Linked DNA regions of Mus musculus: region 2 is linked to region 1. A link is a contact called in public promoter capture Hi-C data. All regions are on one chromosome and are shown on one strand. Each heading gives the region's core, a stretch centred on a gene start, on an enhancer-like site or on the middle of the called end of the contact. The rest is flanking DNA. Distances are from core to core; before and after follow the strand shown.

What was found. Capture Hi-C pulls out chosen DNA fragments and counts their contacts.
Region 2: a contact with region 1 is called in a promoter capture Hi-C map of pancreatic islet. The contact joins the promoter of Tmed8 here to the promoter of Ngb in region 1. A contact is called at or near these places in 10 of 39 promoter capture datasets (the 3T3-L1 cell line, embryonic stem cells, frontonasal cranial neural crest and 6 more), 1 of 484 Hi-C or Micro-C datasets (embryonic stem cells), 2 of 115 datasets of contacts at active chromatin or transcription factors (both in embryonic stem cells) and 3 of 9 other capture datasets (adipose tissue, embryonic stem cells and pancreatic islet).

Annotation. Positions count from the first base shown.
Region 1 is chr12:87,101,011-87,104,169 of GRCm38.p6, forward strand. It overlaps Ngb (neuroglobin), which reads right to left and starts at 1,529. Exons shown (of 4, transcript NM_022414.2): 1 at 1,162-1,529. The coding sequence starts at 1,250.
Region 2 is chr12:87,198,800-87,201,958 of GRCm38.p6, forward strand. Tmed8 (transmembrane p24 trafficking protein 8) reads right to left here and starts at 1,430. Exons shown (of 6, transcript NM_001033475.3): 1 at 1,287-1,430. The coding sequence starts at 1,404. Samd15 (sterile alpha motif domain containing 15) reads left to right here and starts at 1,709. Exons shown (of 4, transcript NM_001290288.2): 1 at 1,709-3,159. The coding sequence starts at 1,744.

The DNA of each region.
Region 1 (3,159 bases), core at 279-2,778:
GAGTTTGGGACAGGTAGGCATCTCAAACCAAAATCTAGGAGGAACCTTCCCTTTTGGATCAAAACTTCTCAATGCCCTTGTATCTAAGGCTTAAACGGGCAATAGCATCAAGAACACACTCCTTGAACTACTGAGCACTAAGTATTTCCCATGTGGTTAACTGTGATTGAGCACTGCCCCCCCCCCCCCCATACAGTTAAGCAGTGAGTTCAAAGGAAGAAACAGAAGCTCAGAGAGTTTGTTAAGCAAGCTGCCTTAAGTTACACAGTAAAGCCACAGTGGGTATCAGAATCTGGGGGAATGAGTTTAGAAAAATACAGTTGGCACAACCAAAAAAACTTCAGCCTCGCTGGGGAGAGCTTGCATTTTTGTGTAACTCTTTTGTGTCACTGAATTTATTCCCTTTCCATCTGGAAGAGGCTTTGTAAAGTCCTGTTTGAAAGTTTTGAGCTGGCCTAGGGAGCTGCGATGAGGGAGTGTGGCCCTTTGGTGACAGAGCCTGAGGTGAAGCTGAAAACCAGCAGGCTTTCTGTGGGGTGGTCTCTCTCTCTCTCTCTCTCTCTCCCTCCCTCCCTCCCTCCCTCCCTCCCTCCTTCTCTCTCTCTCTACCTCCCCTCCCCCCCCGGGGGGGGGGCGGTGAGACTGGATGCCTCCCTCCTGGAGCTTCTCTGGTCCTAAGCCTGTGCTTTCTCATCTTACTGGTAGCTGAACTTGAGTTCTCCTGGGCCAGGACTACATGGTCTCCTTCCATTCGAGCGGGAACGGGGTCCGTTCTACCGTTCTAGGTGCCTGCATACACTAACTAGCCCTTTGAGTCACTCATTTCCTCCTACCGGCCCAGCTCCTGTGAGTGGCCCTGCATTTACTAGCCACGGGACACTGAGATAACAATGGGAGGAGAGTGGGGGCATTGCATCTACCTGCCCACACTGTGGGTGCTGGTAAAGGACCCCATCGGACCTCAACCAGTTCAGATAAGAGCTACTGCTATCCGGGAAGAGCAGATGGGACAGCACCACCTGTCGCTGCGCACACACCCCTCTCTCAGAAGCACCACAGCAGGCGGGCAATTTCTCCTCCATCAGTGACAAGCCAAGCAATCTCGAGCCCACTACGGTTAGGCACCCCTTCACTCGCGCCCCAGTGCCCCGCAGCTCTCACCTGGCGAACAGGACAGTGCCATGTTCCAGAGGGCTGCGGCTCACTACCCGCCAGCTCTGCCGGATCAGCTCTGACTCCGGGCGCTCCATGCTCTCTCTCCCAGGAGACTCGCGGGACGCAGTGATGGGACCCTCGAGGCGTGGGTGCAGTCAACGCACATGCAGCGCCATCTCCTCGGCGACGCGGGGGAGCCCCCCTCCAGGCCCAGTGCCTTAGTTGGGTGGGGCCCAGCAACTGCGCCTTTACTGGTCCAGCCCAGAGGATGCGCACGGCCAGCTTGGCCTCGGGCGCTTCCGGGGACCCCGCTTGGGCAGCTGCGCCCTACACCCCGAAGCTCCCAGAGAACCGCCCATTAAAGCTACGGTGGCTCCCACCCACTCTGGCCCAGTGAGGCTTGCGCGCTCCCTCTGCACCCGCCTTAGGAAGGTACTACCCGAGGCCTGGGAAATGTCCAGGCTTCAGAGTCTAACAGAAATTGCCGAGCCTCTGGGCTTGTTTTAGTCTTGAAAACTAATGATATGACTGCTTCTCTGGACTGGCTTGTGCCACATGCCTGTAATCTCAGCCTTGAGAGGCAGAAAACTGAAAGGATTAATACCAGTCTGGGCTACATAAATTGTGTCATTCCCCTCCAGTACTAAGTAAATAATCACTTCCTATTTCTGATGAAGCGACTGGGAGGCCCAGTGTTCAAGGTGAGTCCCATCTCTCCACTGAAAAACTCTCGGGTTTGCCATCTCCTGGGCTCATGGTCTCCTGTCTTCTCTAGAGTTCAGCTAGAGGGACCTAGGTCACCAAACTGGTCTGCCTGTCTGTCCTCTGCTCAAACCCTGGGTACTTGCACAACTTTGGGTTCACCAAAGCTCTCTCTCAGTTTAAGGGGCAGAGGCCAAAACATAGACATCTCCAGACAAGTGTGGGCTCCAATCTCAGGTCTGTTGGATCACCTCAGCCCCCAGACAGTAACTAGTAATGCGCTGCGTACACATTCATGGAGTTAACGTCATGTTCTGCCATCGCACGACCTACTGAAAATGGTGATATGAACCCCAAACAAGTAAACCCCCAACACCCTCCAAAGTCAAAACTAAGAAACGAGGTGCTGGGGATGGTCCAATGGGCATCCTTTCAGCAATTGTGAACACACACATACACAGAGCTGGAGTAGTGGTCTAATCCCAGTACTGAGGAGGCAGAGGCAGGCAGATCTCAGTGTGTTTCAGGACAGCCAGGGTTCTGTAGAGAAACTGTCTCAAAAAAAAAAAAAAAAAAAAAAAAAAAGAAGAGGCCACCTGACTCTAATAGGAGCACTGAGAGTTAGAAAACTGTAGGATTTCTAGGGCTCCGCTAGCAAGACATTGACCTCTAAGGACAGTGAGAGACTGTCCCAAAAAATTAGCTGGAGCAACTGAGGAAGAAACACAAAACACTATTTTCTAAACGTAGTTCAGGTAGGTCCTGTGTTTGCCACTCGGAGTGTGCAGCTGGCCACCTTCCAGGTAGCTGTGTTGTTCTCTTTCAAGCATGACTGTTCTTTCCAGGGGCCCAGGCTTTGGAGGACACACTCCCTTTATCTTTCACTATCTTTGAGTCTCTTCTGCTTCCTCAGATGTACTGGAAGGGATTGAGTGGCAAGCTCTCTCTCCACAGTCCTTATCGAATGGATATAAATCAGTGCCCTTGGTTTTCAGTTATGAGCAGACTGTGATCCCTCGGACAACCCCATGTTAGATGTAGAGTACACAGACCATGGCTTCTAGGACTTAGCCTTTTGTCCTGCTCCAACCAAGTTCCATGGAAACATCTACTCACCCTCTCCTGAATGACATCTGAGCACAACTTACTTGGCTCTTCCCCATCTCTTTCGTATCTCTGGTCCCTGTTCTGCAGCAGGAAAGTAAGGCTTTAGGACAGTCTGGCAAAGAGCCTGTGTCCTAATGACTTCAGAAGACCCCAAGCAAGAGGACAAAAGGATAGTGTTTTCTTAGTGCACCTGGC
Region 2 (3,159 bases), core at 180-2,679, 98 kb after region 1:
CTACCGCTTAACTACATCCCACCCTAATTAGAATTTTTATTACCATAATATCAAATATATGTTAGCATTGTTTACCACAGAGCACAAAAAAAAAACCCTTAAAAATAGAAAAGACAAAATGTATTAGGATGTTTTCAATAAAAATATTGTCCGTGATTCACAGCTGGGGGGGGAGGGGTGCTCGTGCAGCACCACACACCAGGGGCATGGAGAAAAGCCACTATGTTGAAAGATAGCAACCAGGAATACCTTTTCTAGTAATTTAGTTGTACTAAATCAGACTTTAATCTCCTCCAATTGCTTTGTACAGCGGGCATCTTGGGTTGCACATCAAGTACTTTAGTCACAGTGGCTCACGATCCTCCCACCGATGCTGTAAGGCACAGGTACTTTTAGAACCCACATCTTATACAAGAGGAAACTCAGACATGTTTAGAGAAGTTTAACCAATTGTCCAAGGGCACTAAAAGTGAGGATTCACATTCCAACTAAGCATCAGGAATCCACAGCAGTACCTCAGTCACTGTGACAGCTACTTTGAGATCTCGATAAAACCAATCACTTGCACTTAGTGTGACCAGATCTCTCCCCTCTAAAGTATCCTTTTAGTCGCACGCCCCTGTGATGGTCACAAGGCTGAAAGGTAACAGCGCGATAGACTGTGCCTATAGCTTTTGGACACTTAAGTAAAATCACACGAAGGAACTTGTGTGGTCTGAAATGGAGACACCGGCCCAAGCAAGAGGAGGGGTGGATCTCGGAGAACGAGAGACATCACCAAAATTTCTACTGCAGCCTCTAGTTCCTGCCTTTGCTTTCACTATCAGGCTCCTTCGAGACCTCAAAGCCTCCTTATTCTGGCTGCTTTCCATCTCTCCCACTCTCAAGGATGCAAGGGACGGAGGTTGGGCGCGGGGGCCTACGCTAGGGCAAAGCGGGGTTCTGAGAGGAAGGCGGGCGCCCCAGCAGACGCCGGCAGGAGCGCGCGGAAAGGCAGGTGGGGTCGCGCGGAGAGCCAAAGACAGGGGCAGGGGTGAGAGCGGCGGGAATGGAGGTGGGATGCGGACCCCGACTGAAGCCAAAGAGGCGCGGCGGAAGGAGCCGGACTGCCAAGCCGGGTGCTCCGAGAAAGGGAGCGGGACTGGAACCAGGGCATTTCCAAACCGCGTAGAAAACGACCTCGAGCGCAGCCGCGGGCCCCGTGACGGTGGGGACCCCGGTCGCCCGAGGTGCGCGGCCCCGAGCCCAGAGGCACCCACCCTTGCAGCGCCCGGGGCCTTGCGTACCTGAGGCGGCCGCCTGGCTCTCCTCCACTCCCCGTCGGTCCCCGACGCCGCCCGCCGACCCTCGGCGAGCTGCGGGGCTCCAGAAGGCCGGCCCCTCAGCTGCCTGCCGGTCCGACATCTGCAGCCCGCGCCGGGAGCGGCTCCGCAGCCAGCGGCTTGCGGCTCCGGAAACAGCCGAAGGCGAAGCGAGCGCGGCAGAGGAGAGCCGAGCGGAGCCGAAGCGAGCCACGGGCCGGAAGGAGCGGCTGGGCGGCAGAGGGTAGCGCTGGCCTGACACGTGAGAGGGGCGGGGGGGGGGGGGGGCGTGCTTTTTCGGTCGCCGGTTTTTACAGTCCGCACTTGGAAGGATCGACAAAATCTCGGGAAGAGTCTGGAAAACCCCGCCGGAAATCGTGGTATCCATAGAGACGCTGTCGGAAGTTGAGGTTGCTAGGAGGCCTTGGGCGCATCGACTGACATGTCTGAAGTCTCAGGAGATTATAATTCTGACTCCGATGAGAGTCTGAGTCTGCAGCCTAAAAGAACCAAATCTGGTAAATTACATAATGCTAACGCAGACACCTTGTTTGAGGTAAGCTCTAAGCTGTCCCCAAATACTGACCGAGACCCAGGAAATGTAGGAAATGTGCCACTAGAGCCAACCAGGACACGCAAGGGGGATTTGGTGCCCGTAGGTAAAAATCATGAGGTGCCAGACCTACAACGACAGGACGTTTCAGTAGGTGTGTTCAAAGGACCACCTACAAGAACAGGTACACAGCTACCAACAAAAATAGATCCAGAGCAGAAGACACCAGATATTCGAAGTGAAAAACTAAGAAAATCAGTTGAAGAGGAAGCTCTACCTCCATCCAAGATGACCAAATCGGAAAAGAAACAAAAAGAGTCAATTAAAGAAAAAAGTACAGAGCCATATGAGGTAACTAAACCTAAGTTCCCAGACCGGAAGCTAAGGAAGTCTACTGAGGAAGCAGATCTCAAACCTCACTTCAAGTCCACAGAGCAGTCAGGCACAGAGCAACCTGAGCAGACTAAGTTCCCAGACAAAAAACTAAGACAGTCAACTAAAAAGAAAGTCTCAGGGCCACTGGAGGATTTTGAAGAAGAATCAAGAAGACCCATTGATGAAGCAAGTCTAGAACTCTCACAAAAGAGACCATTAAAGGCTTCAAAGAAAGCACAAAAAAGCTCTTTTGATGAAAAATTTCCAGAGATGCTAGAACAGATTACTGTAGAACTACTAGATGACCAAGAGGAGACACAAGAAGAGTCCATTAAGGAGAAAGTTCCAGAACCATTAGGGGACCGGAAACCATCAGCTCAAAAGCACAAGCTGAGAAAATCAAGTGAAAGGTCTAAATTAAAGGACACATTAATAGAGCCAAGTAAGGACAAGGACCCGGGGCTACAAACACAGACTGAATTTCCAAAGGAGAAACTAATAAAGACAACGGAGAAAACGGGTGACAAGCCACAGCAGATAACTGATCCAGACATTCAAGAGAAGTCGCAGCCAGAACCAACCGAGAAAAATCTAGAGTTACCAAATAAACCCAAGCCAGAAGAGGAGAGAGACCTCCCCAAGGAAGACAAACCAGAATCAAGCAAACCTAATTATCCTGCAGGCAAAGATAAGCTAGCATTACCAGCCAAGATTAAAACTGAGTTTATAGTAGGATCTCCTAGAGAAAGCGTAGAGTCCTTCAGTACATTGTACGAAACCCAGGAGTTCCTCAAAGACCTTCAGACTGACATGAACGAACTGTTCCCAATCGTTGATGCTTCAGAGTCTCAGACAGAACTGAGGGATTCTACAGTGTTACCCCAGGAGGTGGAGCTACTAGGACGTAAAGAAACCAAGCCAAGTCTTACC